2 separate regions of the Ovis aries genome follow, and region 2 is linked to region 1. The links are chromatin contacts, called in public Hi-C maps. All regions are on one chromosome and are shown on one strand. The core of a region is the stretch at or near the end of the contact, and the rest is flanking DNA. Distances in the headings are between cores, read along the strand shown.

Region 1 (5,508 bases), core at 828-3,327:
ATAAACCTTGGTGTACAATCTGTGAGCAGGTAAAGCCATCAACACTGAAAGGGCCTACCACAGCCACAGTTTCAATCTAACTGCTCGGGATAGAAAAATCTCAAAGTTACAAATTCTTTCCAACCTACTGTGATTATTTTGTAAATGAGTATATATATGTCTGAAATGAAAAGTAATGATTTATCAAAGCAATTAGTTCAAGTCACTAAGTTTAAAAAAATACTGACATTAAATTGTCCAATTTCAAATGCCCAAGATATATGAATTTTCTACTTCATGTTTTTAGAAGGTATCTCAGTAATACTCATATAAACTCACTTTGTAAACTATTATATCATATTTAAACCTTACTCCTAAACCCCTTTAAATGTAATTAGCTTCCAGCCTTATATAAAGTCATTCTACCTTCTGAAGAAAAGAAGAAATTCTGAAACTCAAATATCCAATCCTATCTTGGTAAAGTAGACATTATTCTGTGCATGCTGACACTATTCTGTGACCACAGCACTAGACAAAGTGCATAATTTACTTCACGATACAGACTCACAGTTAAAAAGAAAGGCAAATCTGATTACTAAACACCAGATTACTCTTCTATCATCAGCGGATTAAAATTTAAACCATACAGTTGAAATAAATGTTGACGAACACAAGATAGGGGGTGAAATTCATAGTTGTACAATAAAGTGTTTGCCTCTTTCTTCTTTCATGAAGTACGATGAACTTAAAGCCTATTCTGCAGCGTAGCTAGCTCCTACAAAAAAAAGAGCCCAGGATGCTGGCACATGAGGAACGTTAGAAACTGTTCAATCTAGATTACTCTCGGGGTAATGGGGTATTTTCTCTGTCCTCTACTGACATGGAATAAAAATGCCCAAGTAGAGAGGGGACTCGGCTGCCAGCTCGCAAAGCTGCTCAGGCAGTCAGTTCCAGCCCTAGCCAAGCCTTCACCGTCCTCCTGCCGCGTCCCCCCACCCCACCCTCCAATACCCAGGAACATGGTCCCGGAGGGCCAGCTTCGCGAAGAGAGGCTCCATAAGGCGGTCACTGGACGCGCATGTTACAGAGCCCGTTTTTGTTTTGTTTAAAAAACAGATTCCTGTCAGAGCCCAGCCTCCCCACTCCCGCGGGAACAGGGGGAAGTGGCAGCAGGGGGCCGGTGTGGAGTGAGAATAAAAGAATGACCGCGTACAACCTGCCGTGCCAGCTAGCAGCAGAGAGCAGGAAAGGTAAGAGGCGACTAGGAGGCCCGACGGCGGAGGAAACTGCTCTCTAGCCGTCCACGCCACCCCACGCGGCCGCAGCCGCCCAGGTCCCGCCCCGGACTCGCCGCCCTGCCCCGGCGCCGGCCGCCGCCTCCCGCCTTACCCGACCCTCCCAGGACGCGTTTCCTCTAGGGCCGGACCCCCGCCCTGGCCTCCTCGCGGGCTAAGGCGGGTCAGTTCAGTCCGCTTCTCGGCAGAGGTGACTCGCGCGGCGATGTAAACACAGCGAGACCAGCTGCGCGCGGCCCATCCCCCCCGCCGGGGTCTGTAACCTCTTCCCTCAGCCCCGCTCCGCGCCCCGCGCTCCTCGCGGGCGGCGCGCCGCGCGCCTTCCCCTTTCTCCAAGTCCAGCTCCCCGACCGTTGCCCCCGGGCACTCAGCCCCCTTTCCCAGCTCCCGGCCGGTGTCACCGCCACAGCCTCCGGAAAACCCTCCGCTAACCCCGGAGCAAACAACACAGGCGCCGGGCGGGGGCGCGGAGGGAGGCGGTGGCACTCGGGACGGCAAGGCTTTCTCGCCGCACCCTCCGCCCTCCCTCCCTCCCACCAGCCTCGGCGGCCCGCGCTCTTACCTGCTCTCCGCGTCGCCCGGGAAGACCGCCGCGTCGCTTTCCCTCCCGGCAGGGCCGCGGAGTAGCCGCCGCCGCCGCCGCCGTTGGCCAGGCGTCCGGAGGGAGCCGGGGCCTCCCCGGCTGCCCGAGCCGCTCCACTGGGAGAGGAGGAGACAAAACAGCGGCGCGCCGCCCCGCGCAGAGCCCCCCGTCCTCGCCGCTCCACCGACCCCCCAACCGCCGAGGCGACGGCGGCGACACTGAGCCCGGCGCGGGGAGCAATGGTGGCCCCCGCCCTCCACCCCCCGCCTCGGCTCCTCCCCCTCGGCCTCCTGCCGCCGCCACCAGGACACTCGAGTCCGCCTCCCCCACCCCGCCCGCTCCGAGCGCTCCTCCCCTCCCCACGCGGCGGCGGGGAGGGGGGTGCGGCGGCACCGCCAGTCACCGCCGCGCCTGTCAAACCCGGGCCGGCTATTTATACCCCGCGGGGCCTCGCCGCCCTCGGCCCGCACCAGCCCGCCCAACATGCTTCCGTGGCCGTCTCGAATCTCGCCCGCCCTGTAGCCCCCCAACTTCTCCAAAACCCGCCTTCTCAGGTAAAGACTCTCGCCACTTGTCCCGCTTCCTGCTCGGCGCGTCGCCAGCATGTTCCCGACTCCGACCCGGGCCCGGGACTGGCGCGGGGGCTCCCAAACGCGGGCTGGCGCGTGGGGGGCAGCGGGGCCGCGCGTGCACCTGCAGCGGCCGCCGGCCCAGACGGCACTCATACACCCTTGCCCCTCTCGGAGGGCCCCCGCGGGCCCGGGCTGTCACCCCATCCCCAAGCTCTGGACTCCCTCCCTTCTCCTCCAGGGACTGCTCGGCCCTCGGGCAGCCTGACAGTCACTGAGGACTGTAGGTTGTGGAAACTCCTAGCCCGGGTCTCTCGCATCTCCACTCCGAAGCCGGGACTAAGTGGAAGGCGGGGGCGCGGGCGGGCAGGAGTGCGCCACCGGCCCCGCCCCGAGTGCCTCCCCGGCCCGTGACGCTCGTGGAGCCACGCCCCTCCCTGCCCGCGCCCCTCCGCGCAGCCCGCTCTTCCTCCTCCCGCTAGCCTGCAACGCCCGGCCTTGTACCCCGCGGACCCCGCCCCATTCCCAGAAATTACCACCCGCCCAACGGCCGGGCCGCGCGACGGTTGGTGCTCGCGTTTGCTGACGGGCGGGCGGCAGGGCTCAGCGCGCAGCTGCGGAGCGCGGCGAGCCGTCCCCTGGCTCTGGCCCCGGGGAGCTGCGGGTGTCCACCCCGAGCCATTGTCGCTCCTCGCTCGGTCGGCGACGGACGGACAAGTAACTGAAGTCCGAGGATTGGCGGTGCGGGAATGTGGGAGAGTGTTGGTGCGGGAGTATTTGAGTGCCTGCGAATTCGAAAGGAAATGAAAACCCAGTTGTAGCTGCAAGCTTCTGGTTTCCCCCCTTTCACACAAAGAGGAATCTCTGAGCAGGGCACTCACGCGCCTCCAAGTACACAAAAGCCAATGACACGGTGCCCAGGGTTGTCCTGCGTTTGTAGCGCCTCATTAATGATCTTTCTTACGCACAGTTATGCATATAAACGCCTCAACCTATTCCCCCATCAACACACTTGGCCGCCGCCGCATTTTCTTGTATTTATTCAACAAAGAACCGAGACTCCCAGTGCGCGTGGGGACCGATTCTGGTCCCCTCCCGGGCTCCTGCAGCCGCACTCCGATGGACCCGGCACAGTGTTCAGCAGGTTCGTTTCCCGGCTCCAGTCGCTTTCTTTTTGAGGCTCCACCGTCACTCCTGAACGAAGGAAAAACGCTGAGGATTATAAGAGATGGCTGTTCTTGAAAGTAACGTGGGAACCGTGGAAATAACGCTACAGTAAGGCTCAAACTTCAAAGAATCACAGGAGGCCCTCTGGTAGAAGTCTCTGAAGAGCGAGGAATTTAATGATCTTCTCTTTTTTTAAAGCTAATAATGCCTGTATATTTACTGGGAAGCCAAGAGGGTTGTGAGGGGATTCTTTCTATCTGAAAAAGCAACTCTGGGTACTTTTTTCTTAAGAGATTTTTGCTTTTAAACAGGGGAAATCTGTATAGCAAATAGGGTCAGTCAGAGATCCTCTGAACTCTGATGAAGTTTTTTAGATTCCTGAGTTTTAAAACATAGCGACTCTTGCCACTTTTCTAAATTAAAGAATTTATAAAGCCTTATAAAGCCCATTCAAGGGCTTCCCTTGTGGCTCAGCTGGTAAAGACTCTGCCTGCAATGCGGGAGACCCCTGGGTTCGATCCCTGGTTGGGAAGATCACCTGGAGAGGGCTACCCACTCCAGTATTCTGGCCGGGAGAATTCCATGGACTGTATGGTCCATAGGGTCGCAAAGAGTCAGACACGACTGAGCGACTTGTCCCTATAACATTCAAATCTTTCATACACATTAAACAGAATACTATAAACAGCATCCTTTCTAGGGCAATATTTCTAATGCCCTATTTCCTGTAAAATAGCCTATAACTTAGAAGGCAATGGCAACCCACTCTAGTGTTCTTGCCTGGAGAATCCCAGGGACAGAGGAGCCTGGTGGGCTACAGTCCATGAGGTCACAGAGTTGGATAGGACTTAAGTGCCTGAGTACAAGTTCACTATTGTCCATTTTTTATATTTGTAAGGAATTAATATTCAGTACTACTGTATCTCCATGACCATAACATGGCATAATAAGGAGTATGCAACAAGCCCTGATTTCTAAGTTAGGAACAGATTTGGTCTGTATATATAGAGACCAAACATTATTAAGATTATATGTATATTAGGTAGAATAATTTTGTTTTCTCTCTTTCCCTTTTGTTTTCGCTAAGAAAATCTCTTTTTAAGATCATCTTAGACTACTCAGCCTGTCTTCAGTATGACAGGCAAAATAAGAGAAGAGGTTATCATCACTTTTATATCAGAATGATAAATGCAAGAAGGACCCCTTAGCACCTGTTTTAAGGCTGGAAGTGGTAATCAACATGAGGAATGAAGGACAAGACTAAATTCTCCAAGTGGTAGCCTGTAAATAATTTGTCCCTCCCAAATTGAACATTCTCTTTTTGGGGCAAATCCTTCAGCACTATTGAGTTATAGTTGGCTAAATAAGGCTCTATTCCCTTTCAAAGTGAGTAATCCAAGAGAACAAAGGAATGCCATGCTGCCTATTCTAACCAGTATTCTGCTGGTCATACAGACCACTACACAAGGACATAACACTAGGGCCATGTTGGAAGCTGGGTATCACAAGGCCCTGACACAGTTGTGAATTTTGAGTGACTGACATATGTTTTTAACTTGTTGGATTCCCTCATTGCAGGTGGGCAAATCACAAGTTACCAGCAACTATCTAAACTTTATAAAACAGCCAAAAAAATCTCTTCTTTTGTCTCTTTAAAGAGTAAGTGGTTCTGGGCAACTGTGCAGTTATACTATGATGTTAACCTACCTTGTTGGTGAGTTACTGTATCCATCCCTCCCACCACCCCTTTCTGGGCGTCTCCAAAGAAAATTATTCATATCTCTCCCATATTCTGTGTCAGTAAAGAAACCCAATTCCCAAACTCATGTTTTGTTTTAGATACCATCTTGCCTTTTATAAGTCAGACTCACTTAAACATTGTATGTTAATCAAGTTATAATAGGCCTGCCTGTGA
Region 2 (5,157 bases), core at 982-3,481, 79 kb before region 1:
AACATTTTTGCATAAATATTAAGGAATACTTATTTATCCTTACAGACTAAAAATGGGTCTATATTATTAAATAAACTATATCTTGTGTCTTATTCAACATACAGACACAACCTCAAGCTCCAGTTTGTTACAAAGATTGGTGAAAGAAGTTAACCTCGCCATTACATAATGACCTTAGACAAATTCACTCACATGGTGTAAATAAATCCAAGAAAATGAGAACCTTCACTTTCCATTAAATATATCTGAGCTGCCTATAGTTTTAGAGCTTTAAAAGTTAGTAGAGATCACCTAGTCAATCCTGTTCTCTTACAGAAAATGAAGCTTTAAAGAGCAGTTTAGTGACAGCTGGATGAAGATCCCTATCTCCTGACCTCAGGGTCAAGGCTCTTTCTCATGTATCATATTGCCAGTGAAAGTTTTTAATAAAGTATGTCAAGTCTTTACTACAAAGAAGTATTTTGTATGTTAAAATGAAAGTTATTTTTAATAAACAAGTGTATTTATATTTACTTCATTCTTCATTCAAACACCTCTGACAACATAAACACTGATAACTAAAGCTGAAGTTGATAGCTAAAGTTGACAGTTAAGTCTCTAAAGGAGGAAAATAAAAGCAAAACCATACCCTCTAAAATCTTAACATATAATAGTAGTGGTAATTCTAAGTGCTTTGTACCTACTTAGAAACAACAGTTATGCTAACAATATTCAGTTTAAAGCTTATCTCCTCTAAAAGTTTTCCTTACTATCATTCTATTCTACACTTATCATAAACCCATATAGCAATCACTGTAATTAAATTTAACATTTATGTATTATATAGATTTTCACCCGTCTCCTCAATTAGACTGTAAAGCTTTGTGAAGAATAATTCTAACACTTTATGACTTCGCTCAAGGGAATAAAAGTATCATTATGTCCATTTACAAATACAAACCCTTTTAACATTACTCTCCCAACATTATTGGAAACTGGCAGCAATAAAAGTTAGATCCATGATTCTTCATTTTCCAGGTCACATTTCCTCCCCAACTTTTTCAATGAATAAACCTTGGATAAACTAGCAAACCTGTCTCAAATTTCCTTCTAAAACAGTTTATAAAGGAATTTCAGATTACATGAACATGACTGAGGGAATATTTGAAAACAACTGTATTAAAATATATTCTTCACAGAACACTATTGTCACAAACTTCACTTGTAAAATTTGTATATACTTGTGAAATGCAGCAGAACTGGAAAACAGCATTTCACTTAAAAAAAAAAAATCTCGTCCAAAGAAGATACAACTTTTGTATTTTTAAAACTAGACTGTATGTATCCACTCCTAGCAAAATATCTACAGATCACATTCGGTTTTGATAATGCCAAAAGCTTATAAAAAGGATCTCTTGGCAAAATTAAGCCCTCTTATCTTCACAGTATTTTAAAAAATTCTAACTGCATGGACTATCCTAAAGTTCTCATAACCACTAGGAACGTTTCTGAAAAGGTACACGATCAACAAGACTGACCTAAACAAAAGTATTGTTAGTACCAATAATATAAAGCCAAAAATTCCATCCCTTAATTCAAACAGTATTATTAATAGACTGAACTTACACAAAGGGACCAAGTTTTCATTGTACTCTGCCCCTTTTTCACTAATATTTATGATCTTGCTCTAATTAGAAAATAACTGTCAAATGTGCTTTCATCACTACTCACTGTGATTTTTCTTTGGGGCTCTGCAGTATTACATTTTAAAGATTAAGTTCTGTTAAATATACATTTATGATTTCTCCCAACCGAATTGAAACAGTTTCCCCAACCAAACTACTAACTTCACTACCTAAAAACAATGGATGGAAAACAGACGGTAAGACCTTTCCCAGCAATGCTCTTCGATGACTATTCCCCATCTTCCAATTCCCATCGATGGCGATATGAAACAAAACCCAGGGAAAGGAATATTTATGTTCACTACAGTAAGTAAATCGTACTCAAGCACTGCTACGCCTATTCAGGACTCTCACTGCGCTGTCTGCTATTAAGTAAAGCTGCTTTTTCTATGTAACTTAAGTCCGTGCCCTTCCGCTGCAGCAGTGGCGCTGCACATCCCCCACCCCCGCGGCCACTTCCGTGTTTACACTCCTCTTCCCTCCAATTCCATGCGTACATTGTCAGCTTCACTCCCGCCCAATCTTCATTGGCCCAGCGCGGGCCCAGAGTCCCGCCCCCAGAAACCAACGTTCTTATTTGGAACAACTCAGCGAGCAGATTGGAACCAGAGGGCTGTCAATCCCGTCCATTCTGTCCTCTCCGAGGCGCTTCCGCTAAGGTGGGAGGCTTGGGGGGGAGGGGAAAGGGGGGCAATTCCTTGCGGAGACTTCCCTAGGGCCAAGACTCCCTCCCGCCCGCCCCACCTTCACCCACTGTTTACCAAAATAAACGTTCTTCTCTGACGCCCCCAACGCTCCGGGGCAGGGGTACAAAATACATTCCGTGTCTTTTCTATTCTCCCCCCCTAAAAAAAACAACCCACGAGGGAAGGGGAATAAACCTACTTCTCCACTGCCGCCCACTAAACGAGGAAAGGGAGGCGGGCCCTTGAGAGAAACACCACCCCGGGCCGCTCCACGTTATTAAGTGACCCTTTCCAGAACCGTTACTCCTGAGACCGCAGAAGGTGGAGATGTGAAGACGAGGGTCAGAGGTTTTGGGTTTTTTTTTTTTTTTTTTTTTTTTGGCGCGTATCGATCTACCGGACATGGCCCGGGGCTGCCTCGTCCATGCGGAAGTCGAGGATTTGTGGACCAAGTCTGAAAGGAGGACAGGGCGGGAGTGGCGAGCGTCCACCCGAGAAGCCGGCCGCCCCCGACCGCGGGCAGTAGCGGCCTCTCGGGTCAGACAGCGTGGCAGGCGCTGCCGGGAGACAACAGCTTCACTCACTTCCTGGTTCCTCAGCAACTGGGGTGAAGCGCACAACTCGTCCGCCCCCGAGTCCCCAACTTAACTGCGGTTCCGTTCCCCGGCACCCGCTGCCAGCGCTCCGCCCGGCAGCTGCCGCCGCTGCTCCACAAACCCACCCTAAAGCGACAGCGCCGGATTCGAAGCAGGTTACTCTCCAAGGTGATCACTTCCTGATTCGTCGCCTCCATTACTTCATTCACTACCCCCCTTTCCCCCGGCCGCCCCAGTGACTGATGGACATGGTCCCCCCTGCACTGACCGCTACAGGGGAGCCACCCCGCCTCCTGTGCACCCCCTCTCCTGCTACACTGATGCACCGGAGTAAAGTTCCCCTGTCCTTACCAGCCCGGATGAGCAGATCCAGCTGGTTCGTGGGTCCCTCATGCAGAGACGTCGCCATGTTTATCCCGGGGCTGGAGCTGCTGCTTCACATTGACTTACACCGTGAGCAGCGGCGGCAGGGGAGGAGGCGGAACCCGCGGCCGGAGACACACGCCGTGTGGCCGACACACACTCACGCACTCACACTCTCAGACGCCCGGATCCTTGCGCGTCCTCCGACAGGAAGCCGAGGCCGGCCCGCCTCCCGCCGCCGGGCTGAGAAACCCCACCACCTAACGGCAGGGGCGGCGGCGGCGGCGGTGGCCGCCTCGGCTGGCAACGCGATCCTTCCGCCCCGCGCCCAGACAGGAAGTCCCGGACGCCCGCCCCGGAGAGCGGCCGCGGCCCGCAGCCGAAGGGGACACCTGAGGCTGGAAGTCGCCCCGGGAGCCGCGGCTAGGACGAGGCCCCTCGGCAGGAAGAGGCACATTTCACGCTCTGCGGAAGAAAAGTCTGCAGTTGTCCCCACTCTAGAAAAGAGTCATTAATCAAATTTTCTTTCTGGAAGAGATCTAATCCTAGTCCTGCAGCTGTAAATAAAGGTAGCTGTTTAACTTGTTTGGCCGTGTCAACGCTTATGCTACATGTAACCCGTTCACTTGGAAGGCTGCACTTGTTTTAAAACAAGAATACCAACTAAAAAAAGTCATACCCGGAAAACATTGTAAAAGCTTTCCTTGAACAAAGTAAGGAGCATCCAGTTACTCTCAGGGACCGACTTTGTCCTTTCCCCTCTACAGAAGTGTTAGCACTCTAGATAACTGTTTATTAACAAACAACAGAACATGCCAACGTCTGAGAGATTAGATTATCCTCCCCAAGTTTGCTAGTCATGAAGTTTATGTACCCTCATATTTATATTTGGTTCATTCTGAAGCAAATGTATTTCACATCATCTACTTAATTTTAAAGATCTTTTTGATAAAACTAACCTTATTACAAATAACGTACATATTTAAATATAGTAGAAGCAGGAGCTAAATTGCCACAGTGACTACAAACTTACAACACAAGAAATCAAGCCTATAAAATGACTTAGATGAAGCTTCATTAAACACACACACACACACACACAAAATGCTTCCTTGGTTTCAGAGTTTCGTAATATTAAAAAAAAAAAAGTTGCCCTATAGTTTCTACACAAAACATAAAACAGTGCCTCCCTCCGGAATAAGTGTTCAAAAAGTATTTGCTGAATTAACAAAAGAAAATTTTGTTACTTATTTTTAATAACAAGATCATTCTTATGATCTAGATTGAATGAACTATGCTGATAACTACAGAACAAACTTTTTCCAGTGGTAGTACTAATACAGTGTCCTTTTACAAATATTTGCCCAACATGTCAGTGCAACTTCAGAGTAGATTACACAGTCCATGACTTTTTTCTTTTCTTCTAAATACTCATTGATTCCTTTGGACCTTTCCCCTAGTCCTACCACCATAATCCCCAGCCTCCCCAAAAAGAACCTATCTGCCATTTCCAAAATACAACCTTCCCTTAAACCAAACAGCGATTTCTTTCCTGTAGTTAGGTAAACTTGCCACCTATTGGACAAAAAAACTGTATGATTGGTCGTTTTTAATTTCTAGTTAATTTAAAATAAGGACATCCATCTACAGGCAGTATCATAAACTGAGAGCTTCCAGATGAAAGGATGATAAGGAATACTAAGGAGCTAATTTCTAGCTTTAGACAGAACACTGAAATTGAAAACAAACCCGAATTTCCACTCTTATCAGTCAACAGATATTAATGTGTTTTGAAAGGAAGAGAGTGAGGTAAACTAAAGGTTTATTTTTTCTGGAGGCAACAGTCTG

Evidence for each region. Hi-C and Micro-C count contacts between places; a contact is called where the count stands out from the background.
Region 2: a contact with region 1 is called in a Hi-C map of hypothalamus, with 4 times the contacts expected there. The contact joins the enhancer-like site here to the promoter of ELF2 in region 1. A contact is called at or near these places in 2 of 16 Hi-C or Micro-C datasets (hypothalamus and skin fibroblasts).

Annotation. Positions count from the first base shown.
Region 1 is chr17:18,525,009-18,530,516 of ARS-UI_Ramb_v3.0, reverse strand. ELF2 (E74 like ETS transcription factor 2) reads right to left here and starts at 2,077. Exons shown (of 9, transcript XM_060401003.1): 1 at 1,837-2,077.
Region 2 is chr17:18,604,510-18,609,666 of ARS-UI_Ramb_v3.0, reverse strand. The region is part of intron 2 of ELF2 (E74 like ETS transcription factor 2); the gene reads right to left. Among named protein-coding and RNA genes, the nearest start is that of NOCT, 46 kb to the left of the region's middle. Within about 2 kb of position 2,231, at least 54 of the 54 cell types and tissues checked have an H3K27ac peak or open chromatin away from gene starts, as enhancers often do. A contact at or near this core is called in hypothalamus, where this site is marked.